Regions from separate parts of the Mus musculus genome. Here region 2 is linked to region 1. A link is a contact called in public promoter capture Hi-C data. All regions are on one chromosome and are shown on one strand. Each heading gives the region's core, a stretch centred on a gene start, on an enhancer-like site or on the middle of the called end of the contact. The rest is flanking DNA. Distances are from core to core; before and after follow the strand shown. Region 1 holds the start of Vps50 (VPS50 EARP/GARPII complex subunit). Region 2 has its middle 18 kb from the start of Gm46948.

Region 1 (3,055 bases), core at 176-2,675:
TAATCTTTAATACAGACCCCTTCATATCTGTAGAATTATTTACACTAGGAGAATCAATTGGGGGAAATCCTCAAGATTACATGAATGGTTGTATCTAAGGTGAACTAACTTTGTAATTACATTGCTCCCAAAGAGAAGTGCATCTGCAGGAAAAGCCAGCCACTAGAGGAGGCAACTGCATAGGCGATTTCTGAGCTAGTGTCCAACCCTCCATACAGTCAAGTTTATGCTTTGCTTTTATAATAAAAACATTAGTTATTAGTTTTTATAATACGTTAAACTAATGTAGTTAAAAGGCACTGGTGTCCTGATTTAGGAGTCACTCCTCAGCATAATACCGGGAACCTTTAAGCATTTAAGTCATCAGTTTATACGTCTAACAATCTTAGGTAAGTATCTTAACTTCTCCATGCCTGTTTCACCATTTTTTAACATGAAGATGATGGTAACTCCAGAAGATGTTCATGCATACGAGCTTGCGGGTGTGTTTCTTGTGTTTTTCTTTCTTTCCTTTTCAATCTTTTTGTTTGTTTGTTTGCATGTTTTGTTTTCTAGAGGGAGAAAGAAAGAAGGTGCGTGGAAGCAAGTGTGGCGGTAGGGGCAGATCTAGGATGAGTTGGGGGAGGGGAGACCTGATCAGAACATATTGTATGAAAAATTGTAGTACAAAAACAAAACAAAACAAGGAAAAGATGCTCATGTAGATAAATGCATAAGGTCATACACATGAAGCCATTAACAAAATTTCTCCCAATTCGTAAGTTTTCATTGTTACCTATTGTTATTAGCTCTGGGTTTGCTGCCCCCCACAGCAAAGTTACCCCGTTACTTTCTCCTTTATACTACTAATAACAAGATCAGGGCTTTAAAGTGACAAGTGCCCTCATACTTACTGACATCTGCCTCGACTTGCCTTTGCTAAAGCAGGTAGAAAAATGATAGGTGGGGTAGACGAAATCCTTTGATTTTTCTAGAGCGTTTTCAGGAAATGCCAAGAATGAAGAAGAACCTACGGCTGGCCATCAGTATCTTAGGGGTCCTGCCTCCCACTTTCCTCAGGGCACACCCAGAGCCACTGGGAAATTCCTTGTCTTAAGTCACCTTTCCAAGTGCTCTTTATGGAGGTCAATCAGTCTCTTTCCTCGCCTCTCTAGCCCAGGTGTGCTTTCTCTTGCACTCCTAGAGGGCATCTTGTCAAAGTGGACTATCTACAGACGCTTCAGAGTTGTTTAGTTCAGTGGCCAGACTACCTAAGTCATAGGTATTCGCCTCGCCCAACGCTCTTCCAAGTCCAGGTAGTGGCTCTGGAACAGAAGGAGTCCCAGTTCATTGAAGCGACTGCTTCTTGGGAAATGTAGTACTGAAGTTGGCCTCCTCCTTTGATTGCAGCCGGAAAACTACATTTCCCGTCATGCTCGGGGAAAGGAAGGCTGACCCAGGCGGGCAGCTCCACGTGACGACTCACTATGGCTTCCCTGTGTTGTAGCCGGCTGTCTGGTGGGATTATGTGATTTGTTACTTCTCCGAGGCAGGGTAATTGTCTCTCGACTTCGACATGCAAAAAATCAAATCTCTCATGACCCGGCAGGTGAGTTCTGTTTTCTGAACTAAAGAGCTTCCCGCTCCCGGCTGTGAGAGGCGCCGAGACGCCCAGTTCCTTGGTGGCGGCGGGCGTAGGCTTAAGTTATAGTGGGTGGCGGGGCTCAGGGGTGTTGGGCAGCTAAGTAGTACACTGGAAATCTCAACTGAGCCTCCTAGATCCGACCTCGACTCCTTGAAAGAAGTGTCTTCCTACAAACATTTCGTTTAGACAAAGCCAATCAGGGAGCTGGGCTGTCTTTGTACCTTCTCCTTTGCTTTAGTTTCCTTTCCAGGACAGCCTTAGCTGCTTTGCAGCGTCCCCCTCGTCCTCACTGGTGGTCGTTTGCCAGTAGGTGCCCTGGAAAGTGAGGTGGGGTCTGTGCAGTAGAGAAAACTCGAAAGAGCAAGGGTGAAGGCAAAGGGCTGTTTGTAGCCAACATTGGTAGTGTTGTGGATTGGCAGTAACTCTCCAAACTTGTAGCTGTGTTTTTGGATTTAAACATGGGAATGACAATTCCTTTTCTATCCCCCTCCCATCTCAAAGTATCGCATTGTAAGTCACCAGTAAGCTAGTATATGTCAGCATTCTTTGTGTATTGCTACTTAAAAAATAAAATTCTGACAAAGAATTTTTTTTTTCAGAATGATAATTCAGGAATAAGACTGGTACTATATCTTGTCTCACATATGTTAGAGCTTCCTAATACTGTGTCTCAACTTCCTTCGAGGAGTTGAAGAAATGTATGTTTTTTTTAGGTATTTATTGATCATTTTATTTCAGAAACCTTTGTTTTGACTGTAGCATTTTTAGCTACTGAAACATAATTAGAATTTTTCTTTGTTTTAATAAGAAAGAAGTGCAATTTAGATGAGTTTTAAAATCATTGTGGCTTAGAAATGTTGGTAGAGTCCTTTCTTTAAAGCTTCACTTATAATTTCTTTTTCTTAACAAGAGAACAGAAGACTTCTTGTCCTGCTTGAGGATTCAAAGTGTCAGCAGTAGTGGGACAGACACTTGTAATTTCTTATAGACAGTACGTACGTGATCCTTGCATAATGCTTTTCTTTTTCTTGATTTGAGTCGAGAAACTAGGAAAAAATTTTCTATGAATAATAAAACAAACAAGCAGGGGGCAGAGGCACTTAGCAGCCTTTCACGTTGTTGGACACTGGCGCTGTGCGTCTTGCTGCTTCTTACTTGAGAATAGGTTTGGAGGCTGCTCCATCCTGAGGTGAGAGGAGAGGGAGCAGACACTCAGGAGCCCCTCAGATTTGGATGACTACATTCTGGTTTTGCGTTCTGTCTCCTTGGTCTTGCCTGTTAAGCAGCATAGTCCATTGTCTGCCATACAGCTTATAAATACCTTGGGCTGCTGCATTTGGGTTTTTTCTTCCTAAGGTTGGTGCTCTCCTTAAATTCCAAAGAATTCCAGAGAACTGGTGATAATATATCCATAATGTTTGTAAATGTAAT
Region 2 (3,255 bases), core at 756-3,255, 990 kb after region 1:
GAGTAATGTGGCCTGAATTCGCATGGAGATGGGAAGGGATGGAAGCCTCTGTGGAAAATGTGCTAACTCTATGAAGCTTTCCTTTGAGACGTTTGGTGTCCTTTGTAGTCTGCTCCTGGCTTACTTTTGCATCTCTTCAAATGTGTAGCCTCTTAACCTAAAACCCACAAACAGGTCACAAAGGTAGCAATGATCAGGACTTACCCATCTGTCTCATCCATGCCTGCTCTCAGGGTTCTTAGTCAAAGAACCCCAGGAAAACCCTTACAAGGCTGATTCTCCTAGGAATTTATGAGGTACATCAAAATCTAAATGCATAATGTTGGGGATTTGATTTGTGCTTACATGGGAATTTTCAAGTCTGCTGCAGGTCCCACCCAACAGTTGGGTTTTTTTGATTCTTCAATAAAGAGCCAGCAGTCATGGTTGGGCATGGGGATAGAGGCAAGACTTTCAAGACTCCTGTAGAAGAAACACAGGAATAGGAAGAGGGATTCGGCCATTATGAGGTGGAAGGCGATGGACCACGATGGGAGGTCAGAGGGAAAGCCCACCGATATGTAAGAATTGAGGAAAGCTGCTCCAGGGGCCACTATCCCAATTGGGTCTGGGGTAGCAGAAACAAAATGTAGATTTAGCAAATATTAACTCAACCATATCGGAGGGTAGTGTGTTAGCCACGTAGAGGTTCTGGAGTGGCAAAATCACTGAGCTAATCAAGGCATATTAAATATAAAGTTTTGTGTGTGTGTGTGTGTGTGTGTGTGTGTGTGTGTGTGTGTGTGTTTCATTCATGAATCCAGTGCTCTTGGGCAGGTGCACAGCCAGGAGCATAGAGCAGACTTTAATAATTTACCACTACACAAAACTGAGCAAAATAGATGAAATATACTTGGTGATCTTTTAAAAACTGTGGAAAAGAGGGTCTCAGTGCCATCTCTCCTTATTCTTGAAATGACATCAGTGTAGACGTTGCATCAAAATATAAGGGAGTTTGTGTCTGGACCAAGCCCATGTATAAAGATAAACAGTCACTGACTCTACCTTGCACAGTGGAGCAACATAGTACAATAAAAGCCAAAGACAAATGAGTATGATACAGCCACCGCTGCTTTGTCCTAGGAAGAACACGGCAAGCCCTGAAAAGTGGAGGGCCACTCCAGTTTAGACTACACTGTTACCAGAAGACAATTATTTGAGTTTCCTCCCCAAATAATATGACTTAGAAATAACAACAAGAAAACCTTCACCTGGAACTTGTGGCACACTGCTGTAGCCAGAAGGCTACTCTGTGGACTGAAGCAGGAGCATCACAAGTTCAAAGCAGGCTCAGGTCACGAAGTAAGTTCAAGACCAGCCTGGACAACTTAGTGAGACACTGATTTATAAACATTCAGTATCTATGCTATGCTGAAGGCTGAGCTACGGGATAGTAGCCTTGCTGACATTATCTGGAGAGCAAACAGAAGAAACTTCGCCAGAATAACTCAGAAAGTCGCTCTGACCTTTGCTTAGAAGTCAACAGACATGAATATCTCAGGCAAAGGTACTGAGTACCTACTAACTTACAGTTTTGCTTTGGAAAGGCCAACCCTGTCTTCCCTCTACTTATGATTCCTTTAAAGGAAAAAAAAAAGAACTAATAACACTCTTTTCAAGGAAGTCCAATTTGAAGAGAACTATGTGTTTTAATGACGACTTCTGACCCTTGGGAAATACAAGAACAAACATCCAGAAATTGTGACAATAGATTTTCTGTCTTTTAATCCTGGTGGGAAAGCTTATTTTGAAGAATTTCAATTCTTAATGAAGATACACAGCAGGTGACAGCTCCGTTCTTCCTGGCAATTCAATTTTGCTGCCTTATTAAAATCCAGGATTCGGGTCCACGAGAGCAGGCAAAGGAAACAAGGAAGGTTTCTGGCTTCCAAGCTGCACCCTGCCAGCCCTGCTTTTACCCACTTTAAGAAGATTGCTTGGCTTGGCGGCTTAAGGTGTTTTTTCTGGAAACTGCTCCTCTTTTTTTGGGGGCTGTACTCACAAACCACTGGAAGTCCTCTGGCTGAGCAGAAGTAAGAGTCCAGTTACTTTTTTTTTAATGACTTTACCTGGTCTCTGTAAGTGCTCTGCACTTCTGTTGCATGGAAAACAAACCCCAGTTGACAGCTTCTTCTTATGGCCACGTCAGGACTTGAGGGTGGGAATCTCATTATTACCCGTCCCCTTTTGGCAAATTTTACCTCAAGAGAGAATGAACACTGGCCAAATCCAGCTGGTGACTCCCATGGAAAACTTTACCTCAGAGACATTTGCAATCAGTTAAGACCGGAGTCCCACAATGCTTAGCAAACGACGCTGCAGACAATTTGGAGGAGAAATGGAATTCTGTGTGCAGAGCCTTGGACCTCAGACTTTCAGAGCCCCTGTCCCCTTGAAAAAATGCAGACTTTCCGCATTGTTTGGTACCTGTTGAAGGGATGCAGCTGTGGATTTATGGAACATTTATCGGCTGTGCTTGTGTGGGTATCTGCATAAAACATCAGCCTCTTGGCAGGTCACCAAGACCTGTACACATCTGTTTCTGCTTTCCTTTTGGTCTCCCCAGTCCTCTCTAGACAGGAAGAAAGGGAAGTGGAGGGGGGTCTGTAAGTGCCACAGAGGTCCAAGATGTTTAGGCTCTAACAACCCAAATTGCTGCTTCCTTTCACTCTCATCCTTCACTCAATTAAAACTAATCACAACAGTAGACATTTCTTTGTTTACATTCTTGAAAGTGAAGGGGCAGCTTAGGGAGTGGTCTAAACACTTAGAAAACTGGCTTTTTCTCTGCTGAGCAGCTGACCATTGAGAGGCGATGGGACTATAAGTTAGACACTTAATTCCCTTCTGGGTCTGCTACTGGGTTGGTTATCTAGATATGTAGATTTTTCTTGAGCCTTTTTTACTAATGAAAGGAATCTAACATCATTAGGCCATAGTGGAGATGAACCGCAAATACACGCCACATGTTTGGAAAGGGGGTTGTTATTAATAAAGGGCTGCTCGTATTAAATTCTGTGGCAGCAAAACATACCATTCTGATCATTCTCTGCAATTAAAAAATCTTGCTGGTTATCATCCCGATGAAATCTAATTACTGTTGTAGCACTGTTTCCATTCTGCCCAACAGAATGTCCCTGATAATCAGCAAGAACACAGAGCTTGCTGCGGCAGAGAAGCTTGACTGGCTTCATGTGAGAGAAGCACCTAAGCCTC

Evidence for each region. Promoter capture Hi-C pulls out the DNA fragments that hold promoters and counts their contacts.
Region 2: a promoter capture Hi-C map of hippocampal neurons shows a contact between it and region 1, with 2.1 times the contacts expected there. The contact joins the enhancer-like site here to the promoter of Vps50 in region 1. A contact is called at or near these places in 2 of 39 promoter capture datasets (cranial neural crest and hippocampal neurons) and 1 of 115 datasets of contacts at active chromatin or transcription factors (embryonic limb bud).

What each region holds. Positions count from the first base shown.
Region 1 is chr6:3,496,968-3,500,022 of GRCm38.p6, forward strand. Vps50 (VPS50 EARP/GARPII complex subunit) reads left to right here and starts at 1,426. Exons shown (of 28, transcript NM_024260.5): 1 at 1,426-1,588. The coding sequence starts at 1,556. It also overlaps a transcript of Hepacam2 not described here.
Region 2 is chr6:4,481,811-4,485,065 of GRCm38.p6, forward strand. No RefSeq gene overlaps it. Among named protein-coding and RNA genes, the nearest start is that of Gm46948, 18 kb to the left of the region's middle. RefSeq lists an enhancer at 1,653-3,255. Within about 2 kb of position 2,006, at least 43 of the 459 cell types and tissues checked have an H3K27ac peak or open chromatin away from gene starts, as enhancers often do. A contact at or near this core is called in embryonic limb bud, where this site is marked.